Linked DNA regions of Mus musculus: region 2 is linked to region 1. Evidence: chromatin contacts called from public promoter capture Hi-C data. All regions are on one chromosome and are shown on one strand. Each heading gives the region's core, a stretch centred on a gene start, on an enhancer-like site or on the middle of the called end of the contact. The rest is flanking DNA. Distances are from core to core; before and after follow the strand shown.

Region 1 (4,333 bases), core at 649-3,148:
ATTCAGCCTGCCAAGGGTGTAGGGACAGAGCTAAAGACTTCTTTTACAAGCAAAGGACCTTTGATAGAGCTCTGGTTTTTGGCTTGGAAGAGCCTTTGTGAAAGTGTAAGACCCCCCGAAGTTGGGCCTCCGCTCAAGTCCTGGGATGAGCTGCCCAGCACCCCAATGACTTGAGAGAAAACCACACCTGATGCAAACTGCAAGAGGTTTTATTATCAGCTAGCTGAGGACGAAGTCCTTCTGCAGTGCAGGGCAGGGAAGTTGGACTCCAAGTTGCAACAGTAGGGGGGCTTTTAACAGCTAGCTAAGGAATTGGGAGGAGTTGGGAGGAGAGTTGGGAGGAGTTGGGAAGAGTTGGGAGGAGTGTTCTTCTCTGCCTGGATGTCCTTGGTAAAATTACAATTATCGCATCTCTGGCTGTAAGGCTCAGAAACCAAAAGGCTTTTTGCTGGCTATAGAGAACAAAGAGCTTCTTTCTAGCTGTATTTTTAGAGATCAGGGAAACAAGCTTGGGGAATGACCAGGGGCTTTACCTTCTAGGGAGAAATGCTCTAAGTCGGGGTCTCACAGAAGGAGCTCCTAACAACAGATAGGGATTTTCTCTTTGGACTTGCAGGAAAACAGAGAAGCAGCTGCAGCTGCAAGGCACAGGTTACACAGTATTCTAGGAAAGAGAACCAAGGGGCCCTCTTGGGTTTGGAGGCACTCAAGAGAAAGGCAGACTAGCTCAGTAGAATGACACATAGAGACTTCTAAAGAGCTAGTAGTTTAGTTGTAGGATCGGGCTTGTAAATAGATACTTTGTATATAGTTAAGAAAATAAAGTTATCTCGGTGAGCTAGCAGGGTTTTACCTCAATTTACATCTCTGGTGTCGTGTCCTTATTGGTATAAATATTAATTTACACCCAAGTTCTCACATGGCTAGGCAAATGTTCTGACTCTAGGCCTTATCCCCCAACTCGTGTTTACCTTCCAGGGACATGGCAGAAAGAAATGAAGGAGCTGAGCTTGGAAGGCGGATACAGTCCCTGCTTCTAATCGAAAACAAAACAAAACCCCAAGAGCAGCAGATCCCCGTGGCTATTTTTCTGTTGTTATTGTTGTCGGCCAGTCCCCTTGCGTTTGTACTGGCTGTGTTGACAGTCACTCAAGCTGGTGCCAGACTCTGGGTTGAAACAGGAATGGTTGTTTACAGGAGCACATCACCAGACGCACAGTTTCACCCCAAGATGTCAAGAAGCTCCTCCTTACAACGGAGTCACAGTTCATCTTTCTTGCTGGGTGGGGTGGGGTGGGGTGGCTGAGACCTTGAGAACACACATAAGGAAGCATTTTCTTGTTTGATTCAGAAACCCCTGGTTTCCACAGCTCCTAGGGGATTTCCCAGTATCCTCTGGATGGAATCACTGGATTTTACTGCTGTGAAATATAACTCGGTAAGGGGATGCCTGGTGGGTCCATGCTAATGTGTGCCTCTGAGAAATTATGCCATGCAACAGGTCTGATATAAAGAGGGAAGGGAGGAGAATGAGATCCTGGGGAAAGGGCAGTGGCAGACAAGTGGACAGGTAGACAGGCAGATAGACCAGACCGGAGCAGAGCTATGAGGGCAGGGCGGGGTGGGGAAGGGGGTGTGCAGAGAAGGACAGAAAGGCTTCAGCCACAGAGCAGATGAACTTGCCAGCAAGTGTGAAGACAAACAAACAAAAAGCAAAAGCTCTCATCTTTCCTGTCCTTTTCTGTGAGGTGTCACCAGGAGAAGCTCAGATTTAGAGTGTATTTTCCTATCTCAAATAATCTCATCAAGAAAGTCTCCCCCGGATGTGCTCAGACGGTTGGCATTTAGTTGATTCCAGATGTGGTCACGTTAGCTACAATCCCTCCGGCTGGGAAACTAAGAGACTGTGTGTGTGTACATCATCTACTCTGACATCCGCCTAAGAGGTTCTGTGGCTCAGAGTCTGCCGCAGTTTTGTTGCTGTGATAAAACTATGACCAAAAGCAATTTAGGGAAACAGGGTTTAAGACATATTAGAAGTTAGACTCCATCATAACAGAAAGCAAGGGCAGGAACTCAAGCAGAAGCTATGTAGAAACCAGTTACTGGCTTACTCCACTTACTGTTTTGTTTTGCTTTGGTTTGGTTTGGTTTTTTTAGAGACAGGATTTCTCTGTGTAGTCCTGGCTGGCCTGGAATCCCTCTATAGACAGACCAGACTGGCCTTAAACTCAGAGTTCACTTGGCTCTGCTTCCCTAGTGCTGGGATTAAAGTCATGTGCCATCACTGCCCAGCTTCAGCTTATTTTATTATATAACCCAGGACCTTTTGCCCAGGGCTGGCACTGCAGACAATGGACTGGGCCCTCCCACATCAATCATTAATCAAGAAAGTGCCCCCAGCGACTTGCCTACAGCCAGTCTGATAGAGGCAATTCCTCAACTGAGAGTTCCTGCTTCCCAAGTCGCTTTTCTGTCAACTTAAAAAAACCTAACCACTACAAGGTCCAAATTGTGTAGGTTTAAAATAAACATTTTGTATCATGTGTTTGTGTACAGGAAATGAAAACCAGTCAGGGAACTGAGTGTTTCTGTGTGGGACATTCAGGAGCCTGCACTCAGGCCCTGGGCATCGCCCAACCCATCTCAAAGGTAGTATTCAAGGTCCTTCCAGAACCATCTTGTTGTAGTCTTTGGGCCCCCATTCCTGGCTTAATTTCTTCTTATCACTGGGTGTAAGGAGGCACTTGTGACTTCAGATCATGGAACCAGGCACCGTGGGAGACTTTAGTCAGTAGAGCTTGAATTGGGATGGGTAATATTGGAAATGCCTTTGAAAAAGAATACAGCACAGCATTTTGAATGTTAGGATAGCCTTAAGGACATTTACATCCACACAACTTCCACCCCTCACAGGGAAGCAGTAGGCCTCACACAGCCATAACCCTTTCCTTTCAAGACTGTCTAAGGCTTGAGCTAGAGTGGGGCTTAGTGGTACCTAGAGGGTCTGAGTACCACAAACAAACTGTTAACTGAAATTACAAAAACTTCTCAACCTCTCATTTCTCCTGGAAAAAGCAAAACAAAAAAGATGAGGCTGTTGAAGGATAGTCTTAAAATAAACAGAACTGGGTAACTGTGTCTCATTGGGATCAAAATTCAGTTGGGCACAATGGTATGTATTATCCTCAGGCAGACCTGTGGGCCCTATTTTTAAATCTATTTTATTGGGTTCTTATACCTACCACCCTTCCATGCCTTATTCTACCCTAATTCCTTCCAACCTCCCAACACTAGGTAGAAGAGGAAAGTTAGAGGAAAAAGTGGGTGTAGACCTCTTTAGACTACTTCCTGCTAATTAGAGTCATTGGAGTTCCTTGAGGCAAGTCCAATCTTCATGTCAGGATATCTCCAACTTCTTGTCTCTTTGTTCACAACCATTTGGCAGACTACAACAAGAGGAGGAGGAGCAGCCTTCTTGAATCGCCAAGGTCCCTCTCTGGCATTTATCCCCTCTCCACAGTCCCCAGAATTCCAAATGTAAACTGTTTCCACCTAGCAACAATTATGCCCCTACTAGAGCATGAGACAGATCATAATCACCTGCTTTGAAGCAGCCTCTTATCCCACACCTGGGATTAAAACAAAAACCCATTGACATAACATAACTGGATTTTTTAAAGATACCCAAACTCTTTACATGGTCTAGGACTTTGTCCCTTCTTTTCTTCTTCCTTAAATGTCAGAGGTAAATGTGCCCCATGAAATCTATTCCATGTATGTAGAGCCCTAACAGGAGACAGAGAAACAATGACAGTAACCAGGGCCTTTTCCCTCCTATATTGATCATATTCCTTTCACTACGCAAACTGGTGCAGTCCCCATGGCTGGAACTTGCTAATCATTTTCTCCAGGCACAGTGGTGGCAAGAGATGCTGTGAAACTCAACTTTGGAAACAAGAAAAGGGAAGGAGTACAAATGCATCAACAGAGCAAAAAACAGGCTATTTTCTCTGTCAGAGAAAGCCTGGATTCTGAACGGCAGTTCTACCCTCTCTTCACAGCCAAACCCCCGAACGGTAAGACACTTTATTCTGAGAATGCATGTCTTTTGAGCATTTCTGAAAACTCCCTGGTGACATTACAGGCCAGCTTCATCCCTCAGTTCATATTTCCATTACAGTTGCAAAAGATTCTAAATTAAAACGGCATCTTTCACAGCTTAAAAGTGTTAATATGAACATTCTTGAATTGTAGAGAGAACAAAAGCAACAAACACAGATTTTTATCTTATTTAAAAATTGAAAACAAAGACACAAATGTTCAGGTTTAC
Region 2 (4,582 bases), core at 119-2,618, 550 kb before region 1:
TTTGAATCTCTCCTTCCCAAATAATTACATATGGAAAAAAAAAACCAACCCATTTTGGCAAAGTGTGGGAGCTCAGGGGCACATCTAAGCTTCAACTACACTGATACACCTTTACCATTCTAATTCGCAGGCTGTTTAGCTTTTGTTATAAAGAAAGCACTTTGCACATCTGACATTGTCAGAAACATTTGTCTTCAGCCCTCTTAGGCTCTGAGTACATCAACCAAGCACAAAGACTACGCTGTGAGTGAAGGCAGGTTAGGCGCCTGACTCGTAAAGGATGACCTGTGGGTAGCTCCGAATGTGGGGTGGATAGAGCTATTTTCAAATGAGCGTCTTCAGCAGTTCTTTTTTCCTGATAATCTTGGTAAGGTTCTCTGGTAAACAGCAAGTAAATATTGCTTGTGCCTGATATTCCCAATTAGGCAAAAAGCCTGTTCATAAAACAACATGCTTACTGTCTGATCTTATTGCTTTTGTTTCTGGCAAATTTGACCACATTAAGTGGGGGAAAGGGCCTGGGTAAAAAAAACGGCACCAAGCACTCCCGAAAAGTCATGTGCTGAATATCACCAAGCCTGCCATCGTCTTCCTGGCTCAGCAGGATCATCAGATCACCCCTTGCTGAGTTACTCCAAAGGCTGCCTTAGTCTCCTAGAGCTGTATACATAGTGTGTGTGTGTTGGGCGGTGGGGTGGGGCTGCTATCTGTGAATTCCCAGCGTTCGCTTTTAACCTTGAATGGTGTAACTTTGTAACTTGTAAATAATGAATGCCAACCTGGGAATGCCCCTGTCCCCTACAGTGTTGCTGTAGAAGAGTAACAGAATCTCAAAGCCTTCTGGATCTCAAAGCCCTAGTAAGTTGCAGATACACTGATTTTGAATTTTTTTCGCGCCAAAATCGCAACCGCTGAAAGGCAGTATCAATTGCAACTTCTAAAAGTTTCCGGTCATAAAAGTGTTGCAAGCAGTTTTTGAGCGAAATCAAGTGTAAGAAGTGCTCATGACTCCAGGAATAACTTTTTTTTTTTTTTTTTTTTTGTTAATTTTCCTTTCAGATTTCTTTCCATTAAATTTCTGCCCCCAAATAACGGTGCTCTTGTTTAAATAAATAGCGAAGAGGTCTTTTGACCTCCAAAGCCAACATTATCTCGAGATGATAAATTCTGGGAGTTGCTAGAGTAATTGTTATGTAAAAAGATGAAATTTGTACGTTAAATATAAAATGTAGGCAACGTTTTTCCTTTCCTTACTCGGTTTAAACGCGGACCAATCCCCTGTCTGGAACTATGATGTCAGCAGTTTACTGTCCAATCCAAAAGGGTGGCTTGTTATATATATACTTGGGCTTTTCCATCTCAACACCACTTTATTCACTTTCTAGTGTACTGAGATGGCTCGTACTAAGCAGACCGCTCGCAAGTCCACCGGCGGCAAGGCCCCGCGCAAGCAGCTGGCCACCAAGGCCGCCCGCAAGAGCGCCCCGGCCACCGGCGGCGTGAAGAAGCCTCACCGCTACCGTCCCGGCACCGTGGCGCTGCGCGAGATCCGGCGCTACCAGAAGTCGACCGAGCTGCTGATCCGCAAGCTGCCGTTCCAGCGCCTGGTGCGCGAGATCGCGCAGGACTTCAAGACCGACCTGCGCTTCCAGAGCTCGGCTGTCATGGCTCTGCAGGAGGCCTGTGAGGCCTACCTCGTGGGTCTGTTTGAGGACACCAACCTGTGCGCCATCCACGCCAAGCGTGTCACCATCATGCCCAAGGACATCCAGCTGGCCCGTCGCATTCGCGGGGAGAGGGCGTAATTCCCCTACCTGTTAATAACAAAAGGCTCTTTTCAGAGCCCCCTCCTTTGTCACCAAAAAGCGGCTGTTTACCTACCTCAGGTCCAACATCTATCATGTTTTCCAGTATCTGAGCATATGTGCTACATCCTCCTAAGGTGTTCAAATATAGGTGAGGTTAGTTTACAATCTAGAGGCATGTGCCTTTGAAACAACCTGACTTCAAGGTGGCAGTCAACTAAAATGTGTGGAAGTTAGCTCCTACAGCAAATCTGTAGATTCATGCTTTCTGGATACTATATAGTGCTACTGGTTAATGCAAAATCCCCAGGCGTGTTCCCTAAGTCTGCAAATTGCTTTCATAAGGAACATTACTTGATTAGTGTGTTTATTTGGGGGGGGGGGCAAGGTTTGGAATTTGGCAATCTTGAACCCTTTTAAGTGCTAACATTGGCCCTTTGTAATTAGCTTCATGCTGTGACAAGTTTGAGTCAATATGTCTGACGTACGTGGTTTTCTTTTAACCATATATGGCTTGCCGGTTTTGTACACCATTCCCAGAGTATGTGTAACAAATATGTTGGATTCTTTAGCAGCCTTGCCAGCCTCTGTACTGTTAAGACAGCCTCCTTTATTTTATTTATTTATAGATAAGGACTCAAAAGTAGCCCAGTGCTCAACGTTGGACTTGCTTGAATATGTAGCACGGAAAACCTTGTAATCCTAATCTTGCTTCAGTTATAATCGATAGGATTATAGGTGTGCCCCAATAAATTATGCTTAAGAAAGATTGCTATTGTCCAAAACAAAACAAAGCAAAACCCCAGACTGTGTTTCTTTGGAAAACAAAGTAATAAAATTATTTGTGATTTATTAATGCCCTTTATTAAACTAGTACAAATCTTGTACATCTTTCCTCACCCAAAGCAAAACTGACTTCTATTTCTACTATAGTAAACTTTAATTTTTCTTTTTTCTTTCTTTCTTCCTTTATTTCCTTTTTTGGTTTTTGAAGACAAGGTTTCTCTGTGTAAGCCTAGGTGTCCTGGAACTAGATTTATAGACTTCAGACTGGTCTTGAGCTCAGAGTTCCACCTGCCTCTGCCTCCCAAATTCCTGGATTAAAGATGTGTGCCAGCTTCTCCAAATCTTTGAATTTGTATAAGTATAGGTCACCCAATAGTATTCTAGAATATTGGCCTGCTTGCCATCTAAACACGCAAAAATATCAATATTGTTATTGGCTATTTACTTAAGAGTGTGGCTGTGCTGTTTGCTAAATACTTTCAAAATCTCACTGGCCATCTCATTTGAGAGCAGTGGGATCTCCCTGAAAATTTTTTGAAAGTTTTAGAATTTTTCTAATGTAAAATATTTTTTAATGTATTTTCTGTCTACAAATATCCCTAGGAAATGGTGAAAGCCCGTTTCTCAGAACCATATCTAATTTATTTTTACTTAGAAATAAGGCCATTGTCATCTGAATTTAGCAATTCCTTTTTAAGTATATGTTTTAAACCTTTCTGTGAATGAGGGTTTGCCTACCTGTATGTATGTGCATCACTTGTATGCTTGGTACTGGGCCAGTCTTGCAGAAGGTCCGAGATCCCCTGGAACAGGAGGTATAGACAGTTGCAAACTGTCCTGTGGGTGCTGGGAACTAAACCCAAACCCCAAGAGCAGCAAGTGGTAACTGCTACACCAGCAGCTCCTAAATATAATGATTTCTAATCTCCTTACTTCAAAGAAGTCGCTATCACACTGGAAATATTGCGTTCTCCATTAAAGATATCAATGCATGCGAAGTACTAGGAGCTTGAACCATTTTTAAAGAGAAATATCTAAAGTGGTTAATTTTAGTCTGGAGCCAACCAGGCACTCTAGCCTGTGTTATTTGCTACAGACACAAACAACGTTTTTGCACAAACCAAAAGAACTATTAGTTCTACTCTTGCACAAATTAAAGGCGGCATCTTTGTACAAATTCTCTTAAGTAATGTTCCTTGCATACTTCGTAAAAGTTAACAGAAATATGCAAGTAACTCTCACGATGCGCTCTGCTTGGTGGATTTTTTTGTAAACACTGGAAGGATTTTTAAAAATATTTTTAGTCAGTTGCGCGTGATTCAAAAAAGCACACACAGGTACGTGAAACCGAAGGCTGTTCTCCCTTGGAACTCCAAACTGCCAATTTCTGTGTTATTATTTTCGGCAGTAAGTAAAAATTTGGGGACTAACAAACACAATTTGGGATTGTAACCTTGAGTCGCCGCGGGCAGAGGGCGGTGGATTGGCCGCTCCACCAATCACAGCCCAGCACCGGCTTATATAAACCAGGAGCCTGAGCAAAGGAGCATCGCAAAATTTGCTCTTCGCGTTAGATTTCTTTTAGTTTTCTCGCAACTAGCAAGCTTTTTGTTCTCGCCATGTCTGAGACTGCTCCCGCTGAGACCGCGGCTCCGGCTCCTGTAGAGAAGTCTCCCGCCAAGAAGAAGACAACGAAAAAAGCTGGCGCGGCGAAGCGCAAGGCCACTGGCCCCCCGGTGTCCGAGCTCATCACTAAGGCTGTTTCTGCCTCTAAGGAGCGCGGCGGCGTGTCCCTGCCTGCCCTTAAGAAGGCACTGGCTGCTGGTGGCTACGATGTGGAGAAGAACAACAGCCGCATCAAGCTTGGGCTCAAGAGTCTGGTGAGCAAGGGTACCCTGGTGCAGACCAAGGGCACCGGCGCCTCTGGTTCCTTCAAGCTTAACAAGAAGGCGGCTTCTGGCGAGGCCAAGCCCAAGGCTAAGAAGACCGGG

The links. Promoter capture Hi-C pulls out the DNA fragments that hold promoters and counts their contacts.
Region 2: a contact with region 1 is called in a promoter capture Hi-C map of second pharyngeal arch cranial neural crest. The contact joins the promoter of H3c11 here to the enhancer-like site in region 1. A contact is called at or near these places in 4 of 39 promoter capture datasets (cranial neural crest, embryonic stem cells and second pharyngeal arch cranial neural crest) and 4 of 115 datasets of contacts at active chromatin or transcription factors (embryonic stem cells, large pre-B cells and memory CD8 T cells).

Annotation. Positions count from the first base shown.
Region 1 is chr13:21,234,891-21,239,223 of GRCm38.p6, reverse strand. It overlaps Gm32525 (a long non-coding RNA gene), which reads left to right. Exons shown (of 5, transcript XR_003950579.1): 2 at 3,915-4,079. Among named protein-coding and RNA genes, the nearest start is that of n-TAagc17, 3.0 kb to the right of the region's middle. Within about 2 kb of position 1,898, at least 6 of the 459 cell types and tissues checked have an H3K27ac peak or open chromatin away from gene starts, as enhancers often do. A contact at or near this core is called in second pharyngeal arch cranial neural crest, where this site is marked.
Region 2 is chr13:21,780,183-21,784,764 of GRCm38.p6, reverse strand. H3c11 (H3 clustered histone 11) reads left to right here and starts at 1,368. Exons shown (of 1, transcript NM_178207.2): 1 at 1,368-1,850. The coding sequence starts at 1,395. The coding sequence ends at 1,805. H1f5 (H1.5 linker histone, cluster member) reads left to right here and starts at 4,140. Exons shown (of 1, transcript NM_020034.2): 1 at 4,140-4,582. The coding sequence starts at 4,211.